Linked DNA regions of Mus musculus: region 2 is linked to region 1. The links are chromatin contacts, called in public Hi-C maps. All regions are on one chromosome and are shown on one strand. The core of a region is the stretch at or near the end of the contact, and the rest is flanking DNA. Distances in the headings are between cores, read along the strand shown.

Evidence for each region. Hi-C and Micro-C count contacts between places; a contact is called where the count stands out from the background.
Region 2: a contact with region 1 is called in a Hi-C map of cerebellum, with 2.7 times the contacts expected there. The contact joins the enhancer-like site here to the promoter of Zfp362 in region 1. A contact is called at or near these places in 2 of 39 promoter capture datasets (embryonic stem cells and hippocampal neurons), 4 of 484 Hi-C or Micro-C datasets (cerebellar granule neurons, cerebellum, embryonic stem cells and 1 more) and 9 of 115 datasets of contacts at active chromatin or transcription factors (the NIH/3T3 cell line, astrocytes, craniofacial prominence and 6 more).

Annotation. Positions count from the first base shown.
Region 1 is chr4:128,803,020-128,808,747 of GRCm38.p6, reverse strand. Zfp362 (zinc finger protein 362) reads left to right here and starts at 2,636. Exons shown (of 9, transcript NM_001081098.1): 1 at 2,636-2,736.
Region 2 is chr4:129,079,435-129,084,545 of GRCm38.p6, reverse strand. Rnf19b (ring finger protein 19B) reads right to left here. Exons shown (of 9, transcript NM_029219.2): 7 at 3,997-4,204; 8 at 1,668-1,799; 9 at 20-818. The coding sequence ends at 356. Among named protein-coding and RNA genes, the nearest start is that of Tmem54, 24 kb to the left of the region's middle. Within about 2 kb of position 2,770, at least 103 of the 459 cell types and tissues checked have an H3K27ac peak or open chromatin away from gene starts, as enhancers often do. A contact at or near this core is called in the NIH/3T3 cell line, astrocytes, cerebellar granule neurons and 1 more, where this site is marked.

The DNA.
Region 1 (5,728 bases), core at 1,387-3,886:
TGGGTTCTCCAAGGCAACTTCAGCTTCACAGCTTCTTGTTTCAATGTCTGGGATCCACACATGATCTTCTGGGCTCCACCAAAGAGCTAGGGTCATTTTTCCAGCTCTGCACTCTGTAGCACTCTAAGCTCAGGTTGATCCATTCCACTGCCTTTGCTGTTCTTGGTGATCATACCACGGTACTGGCATCTCCAATACACTGGGGTCTTCTGCTGCAGCTAGGCTTCATCAATACCCTCTCATAGGCTTTCTTCATGGTGCCAAGTCTCAAATCCTTTACATGAGCCCTTCAGTCCTGGGCCATCAATTGCAACTGAGGTTGCACCTTCACCAGAGTTTCTCTGGCTTCTGCCCTGCCCAGGCATCTTTTGAGTCCTAACATGTGCGTTCATGCTCCACCCCCACCCCCACCCCCAGCATGTTGGGCGAGACTGGCCAGTGGTGACCCCTCACTGGACTGGAGGGGCCTCGGGATCCCACCTCGCTGGGGGGCCTTCACCTTCATTGCACCATGGAGGCTTTTGGATGAGACCCTGACTGGCAAGAAGGGAGTGTCTGATCTCCTGGAGGTGGAGTTACAGGCAATGATGGGCTCTTTAACATGGATGCTGGAATCTAAACTGTAGAACCATGAATGCTGACCAAGCCCTCCAGCTCTCCAGCCCCTAAAGGTTTTTTTTTTTTTTTTTGTTAAGAATGTTTATTGTTTTTAATTATGCTAGGGGAGGGGGTCTGTGCATATATGAGAGAAGGTTCTGCAGGAGTCCAGAAGAGGGCATCGGATCCCCCGGAGCTAAAGTTACAGGCTGTTGTGAGCCACAGGACTTGGGTGGTAGAAACCAAACTCAGGTCCTCAGGCCCAGTGCATTCTAACTGCAGAGTCATGCCTCCAGCCCCGGAAGGTTTGCTTTTCATCTCGTCAAATGTGCACACCGTCAGCATGATTCATGGCTGCTGATGTGCCCTTCATTTGTTTTCTTCTTCCTTTTCTGACTGTGCATTTGGAAGGAAGTCACTCTAAAACCCATGCCCCACATCCCACACCTCGATTCTTGATTCTTCTACACGGGTGATTTCTCGCTTCATTCCCATTGCTGGCCAGTGTTTTTCCTCACAGAACCTTCTCAACTCTGGGCTAGTCTTTTTGTTTTCAGAACAAAGGTGTTCCTCTCTTCTCCAGGCTCATCCCAGAGCCATGTTCTGAAAACAGCCCCTATCTCTCTAGGAGAGTAGCCTTCTCTGTGTTGTCAATACCATATCATTCCAGTTAATTTTTGCCGCTTGCTTATTGTGCCTCTGCCCTATGCCCGGAATTGTGTGCTTGATGCTTTGAGAAGGAACCAACGACCTCCGTGGGTCCCACCCTCCAGCTTCCCCAATGTGTGACATCCTGTGCTAAACTGGAATCCTCACGAGGACAGCGACTTTGTCCACACTTTTTAGAACTGTGTTCCCAGCCAACTAGCGCACGTGCCTATGAACTTATACTTCCCAGAAAGCAGGATGGTTTTTTGTGTCCTTCCTTCTCTGGGATGCTTAGGACGGCAGAGGCAGCCCTGATCCTCTAGGCCTGCAGGTGGACAGCAGAGTGTGCCACAGAAATCTAAGCGGGTTCGGAATCGGGAATGCCTGCCTCCTCAGGTAGAAGTGAAGTTTAGAAGTTGACACAGCCCGCGAGGCCGAATCAAGAGGACTTGGTGACTGATTGGCTGGGGAGGGTGAGGCGGGAGGAGGAGTCGCGCAGATGGCTCTGAGGTCTGGAGCTGGGGGGACAGGCGGTGCCACCTCTGATAGACTTTCTAGAAGTGCTGTCAGCTCCTGGTCGCCCCACCGCTGAGACTCAGGCCTAGGGTTGGGAAGCGGTGTCCTGGCTTGTGCAAACTTCTGCACCCCACCCCGCCCCCACGTCCTTTCTTCAGAAATAAATAACCAAAATCTTAGCAGGGATCTTGAGCCTGGCCGTTTGTCACCGGGTGTGTGTGTGGGGGGGGGGGGGAGCACCGTGGGGGTCTGCACCAGCTTGCGATTTCCCAAGGAGGGACACCCCCACCCCTCCCGAGAGCAGCGTGACCAGCCAGTCCCGGGTCCCCAGGCCACCGCCACCCGGGAGCGGAGTCTGGGCGGGACAATGGCCGCGGCCGCCCGGGCCCCGGGAGCCCCCGTGCTGGGGAAGGGGCTGTCCTAGGGCCGGGCGCCGGTGCCCTCCCCGCGCGGCTCGGGCGGGCGGAGGGGGGCGCGGAGTTCCTTTGTGGCTCAGCCTCCGGCGCGGCGCGGCGCGGGCAGGGGGCGCCGCGCAACTTTCCTTGGCGGCGGCGGCGGCGAGCGCGAGACGAGGCCCCGGGGCCGAGCGGGGGCCCCCAGCGCGCGGCCCGTCCCCGCCCCGCCGGCCCCCTCCCCTCGCCGTCGCCAGCGCCGGGCGCTGCCCACTCGCCGGAGCCCCGGGGCCGGGCGGGCTGCGCAGCCGAGAGGCGGGGGGCCGGACGCGGCTCGCTCGCGGGGCCCAGCGCGCCGGGGCCGCGCGGCTGCACAGCCGGCCTCCGCCGCCGCGGCGCCTGCAGAACCCAGAAGTGAACAGCAGGCGACCCGGAAGGTTTGCGCGCCGCTCCGCACCGAGCCCCAGCCGCGCGCCGCCGCCACCGCCGCCACCGCCGAAGCCGGGAGCCCCCAGCCCGGCCCTACTCGGGCCGCCGGGCTCGGGGCTGCGGCCGCGTCCCGGAGCGCCGCCAGCACTGCCAGGTCCGTGCGGGCCCGGGGCGCGCGGGGGAGCGGGCCCGCCCGCGGGAAAGTTGCGCCGAGTTGCGGGGCGGGGGCCGGGCGGGCGCGAGCGCTGTCAGCGCGGGGCGGCCGCGCTGCGTGGGCCCGGGGGTCGCCGGTGCCTCGGGCCGGGCCCCGGGGCGGCCGTGGCTGCGGCGGCTGCGCGCGCGGGGTAGGCAGCGTCTCCCGCGGCGTGTCTGGGGTTCGTCTCCGAGTGTGTGCGTGTGTGTTTTCCTAAGCCGGGCTATTCAAACCTGCTGCAATTCTCCGGTAAACAATGATTCATGGGGCTTAATGCAAATAAACGGATTGCAAACGGCGCGGTTCGCGCACTTTGCAGCCGGCCCGGTGGAGCGGCCAGTGCCGGATTTCTCCGTTTTTTTGCAGATCTGCAGAATATGGCGTCCCTGTCCTGTTTTAAAAATAAGCCAGGCTGCCATTTTTGTTTTTCTTTTGTCTGAAGATTTTAATAAAACTGTCTGAGAATGTGGGAGAGGCGGCTGGAAGCAGAGGGGGCACCCGAAGGGTTGGCTTTTTTCCTTTTCTTTGGAGAGAGCCGGGAGCCTTTCGGGGAGGTGAGACACAATACAATTACACTTTAAAGGAAAAAATAAGGGGGAGAGAAGCTGCCGGGTGATTTGGGGGGAGGGGGCTGGGAATTTAAAGTTAACTCTGAAAGTTTTCTTTTCTTTCTTGCTTTTTTTTTTTTTTAAGATTTTTTTTTTCTTCCCCTGAGGGCCCTGAGATGCCGCGAAAGGATATGGGGGCCCATTTCTCTGTTTCTTCCCACCTAGCTAGTCGCCTTTGCAGGGTTTTTGGGAAAAGTTAACTGCCGGTTTCCCCAGAACTGCGTGGGTGGGGATGTCGTGTGTGTGTGTGTGTGTGTGTGTGTGTGTGTGTGTGTGTGTGTAGGGCTGAGGTGAGAGGTTTTGGGAGGAGTCGTTTGGACGAGGCTCTGTATCAAAGTGGTATTGTAAGGAACTATATTGTAGCCCCAGATTTGGGGGAGTTGGCTGGCTCTAGGGGCATAAAGTGGGCCCAGGGTTTGGAGCTAAGATCCCTGTCATGAGGACATGACCCTTCTTGCCACCCTGTCCTCCAGCAGTGTGGATCCTTTAGGAGCTGTGTGTGTGTTGGAGATGGAGGGAGGCTTGCCCCTTCATGGGTGGCCAGAGCCCCCTTGGTGGACAGGAAGTTTTGGTAGCCCCCTCTTGGGGCAAGTCTGGTTGATTGCAGTGGAAGAACCCCCTTCAGGTATGGGTGGTCTTCTTAGCCTCCAGAGATGGCCTCTGTTGATGAATGTCCTTAGTGGTGGGTTTTTAGCTGGGTACAGGCCTGCAGCTCCTGTGGGTCCCGATATACATAGGAGTAGCTGACTGCCTGGCCCTTGTGTTCTGGGCCTGTCCTCTGCTTGTGTTAACTCCTTTCTGCCACCCGGCCTGCCACTTTGAAGTCTCCTGATTGGACATCAGTTGAGTTTCTGAAGTGGCTGACTGGACTGGCTGGTGACTGTACAGGCAGCAGAGTGGTATGAGGCCAGGCCCATAAAATCTGAATGTGGTCTTTTCCCCTTTTGGGGGAGACTCTGTCCTAGGAGGATGCTCTGAGCCTTTGTGCTTATCTAGGGCCCTCCCCCCATTTCCTGGAGGGAAAAGTCTCCTTTCAGAGCGGTGTCCTGGCTTCACCAGGCCAATGTGAGCTCCCCAAGGGCAGCCAGTGGGAACAAGGCCTGAGAGCGTTGAGCTGCAGAGCTAGGCATGCCTGGGTCACCCGGTTCTGAACCAACAAGGTTTTAGATGGAGAAACTGAGGCCCAAGAGTCACTACTCTGCCCAGTAGAGGAGAGCTGAGACTGGAACCCACGTTTGGGTTCTCTGTTTTGGAGCGCTCTCACCCCCAGCATGGTTTGCTTCAGACAAAACTGAACAGGAATAGACAGTGTGGCCCCCTTCCTTTCCCCCTGGACCCCATTATCATCACATTTCAGGAAATCAAATGTCACAGTGTGTACCATGTCCTATGTGGCTACAGCCATGTCAGGCGCTCCCCAAAACTGAGTTGAGGTCAGATGTTCAGGTGGGGGCAGTTGAACTCATTTTAAAATTAAGAAACTGAGGCTTAGAGAGGCTGGGCAGTGACGGAGGAGGGATGGCCTGCAGACTCCTTGTGTGGGCCTTTCCTAAGTGGGTGGTGCTGTGGGCAGGACCTTTCCCAACTTCTAGTTTTTGGTCTGAAATTCTTCTGCTGACCCCAGTGGCTGTGTAAAAATCCAGAGGCTTACTCCCACCCCAAAGAATGTCAGAGATGAAAAGGCCCCGGAGGTCATCTGGACTCGGAGAGGAAAGCACTGGCTCCAAGTCTGGCCCTAGCTTGTTCTGGAGCCCCGATCTCCTGTCTCCTTTTTTCTGTGAAATGCTCAGAGAGAGAGAGTGAAACACTGGGCTGGGTGTAGGGGAGCTAGCTGGTGCAGGGGCTGGCGGGTAATGGCTACACTAGATAAGTTGGCCCTAGGGGCTAAGGGATAGTCTGCGGTGACCTTGGGAAACAGAGGCCAGCTTGGTCTTAGGTGGGAAGAAACTGCTGTGTGAGCAAGCTGTGGCCTCTGTCTAAAGCAAGCTTAGCCCTGCCCTTCCCTAGGCAGCCATTCCTTGCCTCTTCTCTTGTTGCTCTGTATTCTTACTGTTTGTATAGTCTCTCATTTGTGACTAGGCCATTCATTTGTTCTTCCACTGTCCACTTCTTAGTCTATGGGTCAGTTCAGTAGTCCTGTCTGTCCCATCAACCATCCGTCCGTCCGTCCGTCCGTCCATCCATCCTTCCATCCATCCAATCAGTCCAGCTCCCCCCAGCCCAGGTTGGACAGATATGAGATGCAAATGTAACCCTGGCACTTTTGAATACCAACAGAGGAGAAAAGCCAAGGCTTCGGGTACGTTCCTAGGGATTGAGAGTATCAGAGGCTCTTTAGCATTTGT
Region 2 (5,111 bases), core at 1,521-4,020, 280 kb before region 1:
CAAGGACAGTGACATGAGGTCAGTTATGACAGAATTCTTTATTAAAATGTGTCATCAATAATGTTAGCATACATACAATATACACACATACATATGTACATTCTTTGACACACCTCACAGATTGCCAACATCAGTTTAGCCAATAAATTAAAACTAAAAATGAGAGGATAGGGGGAGGGATACTAGAGGCAAATTTCATTTTTTATCTGGTAAGAAATTGTAAATTTCTCAGAACTTCCCTGGGGGAACCCTGACCAGAGAATCTTTGAAACAAAATACATAAATCCCCACCCTCCCCCGAAAAAGATTCCAAAAGATGCAGTTACAACAAGTGTGCTTCTCAGAACAGGGGCCTTCATTCCACTTCATACTCTTCTGACTTCAAGACAGTCTGGCCCTCAGCTGGAGCAGCGAGGTTCTTGTGGGCACTTGGGCTCGGTGCACCGTGGACTTGGGGGGTGGAGGGGCAGGCTGCAGCATGGGAGCGGGGCGAGCCACACTCATCTGAGGTGATGTCTGGCACGTCATCTGACTGCGTGTCAGAGCTCTCCAGGTCACTGCGGATGCTCTCAGGCTGGGCCAGGCTGATGTCCCAAGCCTTGCTGGCCAGGCAGTCTTTCTGTTCACAGCTTTGGTGTTTGTAAGGGGGATCGTCTTCACTGCCACCGCTGCCACCACCAGCACCATTACCCTCTTCTTCCTTCTCTGCCACCTGAGCATGGACATGGAGCGAGTCCTCTGTGCTGCTGCCACTCACCAACTGATAGTGACTTGGTTTGGCTTCAATGTCCACTTGGATTTCCATATTGTTGCACTCTCTGTGGGAACAAAATTCACTGTGCTGAGAGTCACGCATAGGTTATGTTATATTATACCTGCTCCTAAAATAGTTTCTGGGTTTTGGCTTAAGTAGTTAGAAGAGGTGGGTCCACGTAGACCAGAGCTCACTTCTCACTTTCCCTTTACACACACACACACACACACACACACACACACACACACACACACACACACACGCTTGCTCTCCTTAAAACATCTAAAAAGAGCTTCCAGAGGGACTGGAGAGATGGCTGAGCAGTTAAGAGCACTGGCTGCTCTTTCAGAGGTCTTGAGTTCAATTTCCAGCAACCACATGGTGGCTCACAACCATCTGTAATGGTATCTGATGCCCTCTTCTGGCATGTAGGTATACATATATGCATACTCATTTACAACAATCTAACACACAAATAAATAGCTTCCAGAATTCAACTAAGTACCTCATCCTACCTTACTTTTAATAGAAATGTAAGAGCAAGCTGGCAGCTTGTTACGACTGCATCACAGTCAGAAGCCATTCATTCCTCCTGCAGTGGAACGGAGAGGAGATCTAGACCCAGGCCCTAGCTAACATCAGTCTAGCTCTTTAAACTCCATTTGAATAATTCCACTGTTGCAACAGCTAGACAAAAGAAGGAAAAGGTGGGAAAGAGATGGTGAGGGAAGAAAGGAGGGAGGGAGGAAAGTCAAAGGCTAACAAGATTTAAGAGATGAACACTCCAGCACAATGGATTCAGAAGCACGCCACATCTCCACTAGATGGCACCCAGGGCCCTGAGATGAGGAAGGGAGCGCTGAGGACCTATTACCCAATGAATACAGCTGTCCCGGGCTCTGCCTGCTCATACCTGTCCTGTGGGTTGTAGGAACTGATTATGGAACCGGCCATAGCACGAGTGCTTGCGCTGTCGCTAATTGCACCAAGACTGGCTGTGTCTTTGGGGAAAATTTCCTTTTGGACATCAGCTTGAACTTCTAACCTGTGTAAAGAGGGGATGTGCAAGTTAACAGGAGAAGCAGGGTTCTGACGGTTTGTTTCCTGGAACACACCTCTTCCATTATTCTCTTGAGAACTGTGATAATCTGTTGGATCACCTCCAACTGCCAAACAGTTCAAATACATGCCAGCATAGTTCCTCTCTTACATATCAAGTGAAACTGCCCCCTCCTTTCTGTCCCTTTAACATAAGTCCTTGACTAAAAAAATCAACACCGGGCTTGTGTCCAGCAGCCCCTAAATTCAAGTCAAGCAACTTTCCAGAGCAGTGTCAACGCAGGCCAAGACCCAACCATCCTAAAATCTCTTAACTCTTGGCCCCCTTCCTGCCTACAGACATCTGTGGCCTTCCCGACCTGCTAGCGGCTTGGGTTCCTTTTCTTACCCCAATTCCAGCATCACAACCCCTGAGTTTTCATTCTGTACCTCCATGGCTTTGTGGATGCTATGCCCTGTCTCAAAAGTTTCTCTTTCTCTGCCTGAACAACTTATGCCAGGTCTTTAACAACAAAGGACTACCATTTCCTCTTACTCTCTCTCTTCCAGCACCCGGCAGGCACCTCCAGCTGAGTGCCCAACCCTCTTCTGCACCAACTTCCACACCTCTCTCCACTGCTCTGTGAGGCCCCGGAAGGAAGAGTTCACAACTCATTCCTGCTTTGCCCTTTCTACCTTGGACACAGAGGAAGAACTCAAACACGTAGTAATCAGGTAACCTCCAGGCTGCAGGAATGAAGGGCATATAGGAGCCAACCTCCTCCCTCATCAACAGCACTTTCCTAATAGGGTTTCAAGGCTGGGAACCCCTAACTGCTTCCTTTCTGGCTCAGCACCATTTTGTTCTGCACTTCAGTATTTCTTCATAATGGGTTTCGCAGTCCAGCCCATTTGACTCATTCACTTCCCATAAAGGAACGGCTTTCACTGGATGCAGCAGCTGCCGGCTGCACTGCAGTCTCAGCAAGTCACGCTCCAACTATGTCTGTGGCTCATTCAAGGGGAGCTGGTTTTAAGAGAGCACAGCAGTGAATACTCCAGCATGTGGGGGCAGGGGCCGTTAACAAGGGACACTAGTCAGAAGATGCAGCTAGGTCAGCAGCAGCTCCATCCCGCTGCCTGTGTCTCTGCCCCACACTAGGAAATGAGGGCAACTGGGGGGTGCTCTCAGGCCTGTGTTCCAGCTTCAGCTCTGCCACACACTCAGTGGTCAAAGCCTTTCTCAGAACCTACCAGGTCACCTCCTTGGTGGCTGCCAGAGGCTGGTTCATGCCAGCGGCTACACTAGAATCATCTGGGGAGTCTTCTCTAAACATAGACCACCCTCAGGTCCCATCCCAGGACAGCCTAAGTTATTAATTCTGGAAATATGCTCCTAGAGTCTATTTTAAGAGGTTCCCAGGCGAATGAAGGACACCAAGGTGAAGATCTAGTCCACTCGCCATCTGCCACTGCATCTTCTTTGCAGCCAAATCGCCATCTGCTCTCGCCCTAACCGCCCAGGTCCTCTGTGAGGCAGTGTCCTCTCTGGGGCCTTCCTACAGCCTCCTCCATGTTCTCCATAGCACATGAAATCAGTGGAGGCTGCTGCCTGTCAGTCACGGAGTACTAATCCTTTCCTAGCAGGATCCCTCCAGGTACCTGAGACAATGCTCTGTCTCCCTCACCTCCTGCTCTGCTGTGCTCCACGAGGCCACTCTTCCCCACTGAACTCAACTAACTGCTTCTCCTCTAACGCCAGCTGTATATGTAAATATGAATAACTATGGCATTACGGTAGGGCACATCAGCAAAATGCAAGTACATCAGTTATTTTTATTGACAAGGCTTTCTGTACTCTTAACACAAATTCACAGAACTGATTTTCCTACTCTATCCAGTGGGAATAAGAGGGTCATGAAGAGTACAGTACCAGAGTCAACGTGACACAGCATAAAACCAACGACAAGCCTAACAGAGCGCCTGCCTTCTGCTCTTCTTGCTTCCTAGAGCAGGCAGCAGAATGAAGCAGCAAGACCTAAAGTCAACATTATTCTTTAAGTGGAAGTCACTATGATGCAAAGAATTTGTGAACTTTGAAAAATAAAATACCACTGATGCTTAAAGTGGTATAGAGATGTGGCTCGGTGTGTCCTCTCTTACAAATAATTCCAATGCCTGCTACAGACCACCTCTCTACTTACCGGCTGTACTTTCCCTTGCCGCTGGAGAGAATACCACCACTCAGTGTGCCCCCTGAGAGGGCAGCGAAGCTGGCTGTCTCGCTGTATGGTCCCTGCATGACACTGAGTCCATCTGTAGGGCTTCCGCTGGTACTCAGCACACTAGTCAGGCCCTCAATGCTGCTTTCTCCGATGCTGGGGTTCTTGAGGGCTCGCCAGGCATCTGCCACTATGGGTAGAACCAGACACCCCCATTTGAAACAACATACAAAGAGTCTGGAAGGCATTTTCCTGAAGAGACTCTTCAGAGTGGAGGATTTTCATGCTGAAAAGTACTACAAATTCACTTAACAAGCAGCGACCGTGTGAGACAACAGAACCAGACTGCTAACATCTGCACTTAAGCCTCTCAGTAACTTAGTGATTAGGAGCCCTGATTTCAAATGAGGAAATAAGAATTTGAAATTAAATGACTACTCAGGATCAAATAAGTCACACCACATTTTAACTGCAAGCCCACTATTATTTCTGTATAAGTCTACAGCATCTATTTTGTTTTGTTTTGTTGTTTTCCGAGACAGGGTTTCTCTGTATATTCGTGGTTGTCCTGGAACTCACTCTGTAGACCAGGCTGGCCTCGAACTCAGAAATCCGCCTGCCTCTGCCTCCCAAGTGCTGGGATTAAAGGTGTGAGCCACCACTGCCTGGTTACAGCAGCTATTTTTATCTACCTTAGTAGATTAAAAAAAAAAAATTGAGACAGGGTCTCTCATTCTATAGTCTAGGCTGTCTTGAATTTAGTACTTAGCCCACTCTGGCCTTGGATATCAGTGCTAGGATTAAAGATGTGAGCAATTATGCCTCACTCGTATTTCTCTTTTTACTTTGAGTCAGGGTCTCCCTGTGGCCCAGACTGGCTTTGAACACATGACCTCCTCTGCCTCACCATCCCCAATGCTAGGATTATAGGGAAGTGCTCTCAAACCCCTTTACTTAACATCTGATTAGCTCGCGTGCAGCTTCTGCCGCAAAGCATCAAAAACACCCGTGTTGCAAGTAGGTGAAGACAGTGTTCAAGTAGGAGTCACAAGATTTGCTCTCATCTCAGGTCTGCAGAAGCCCTTGCTACTAAAATA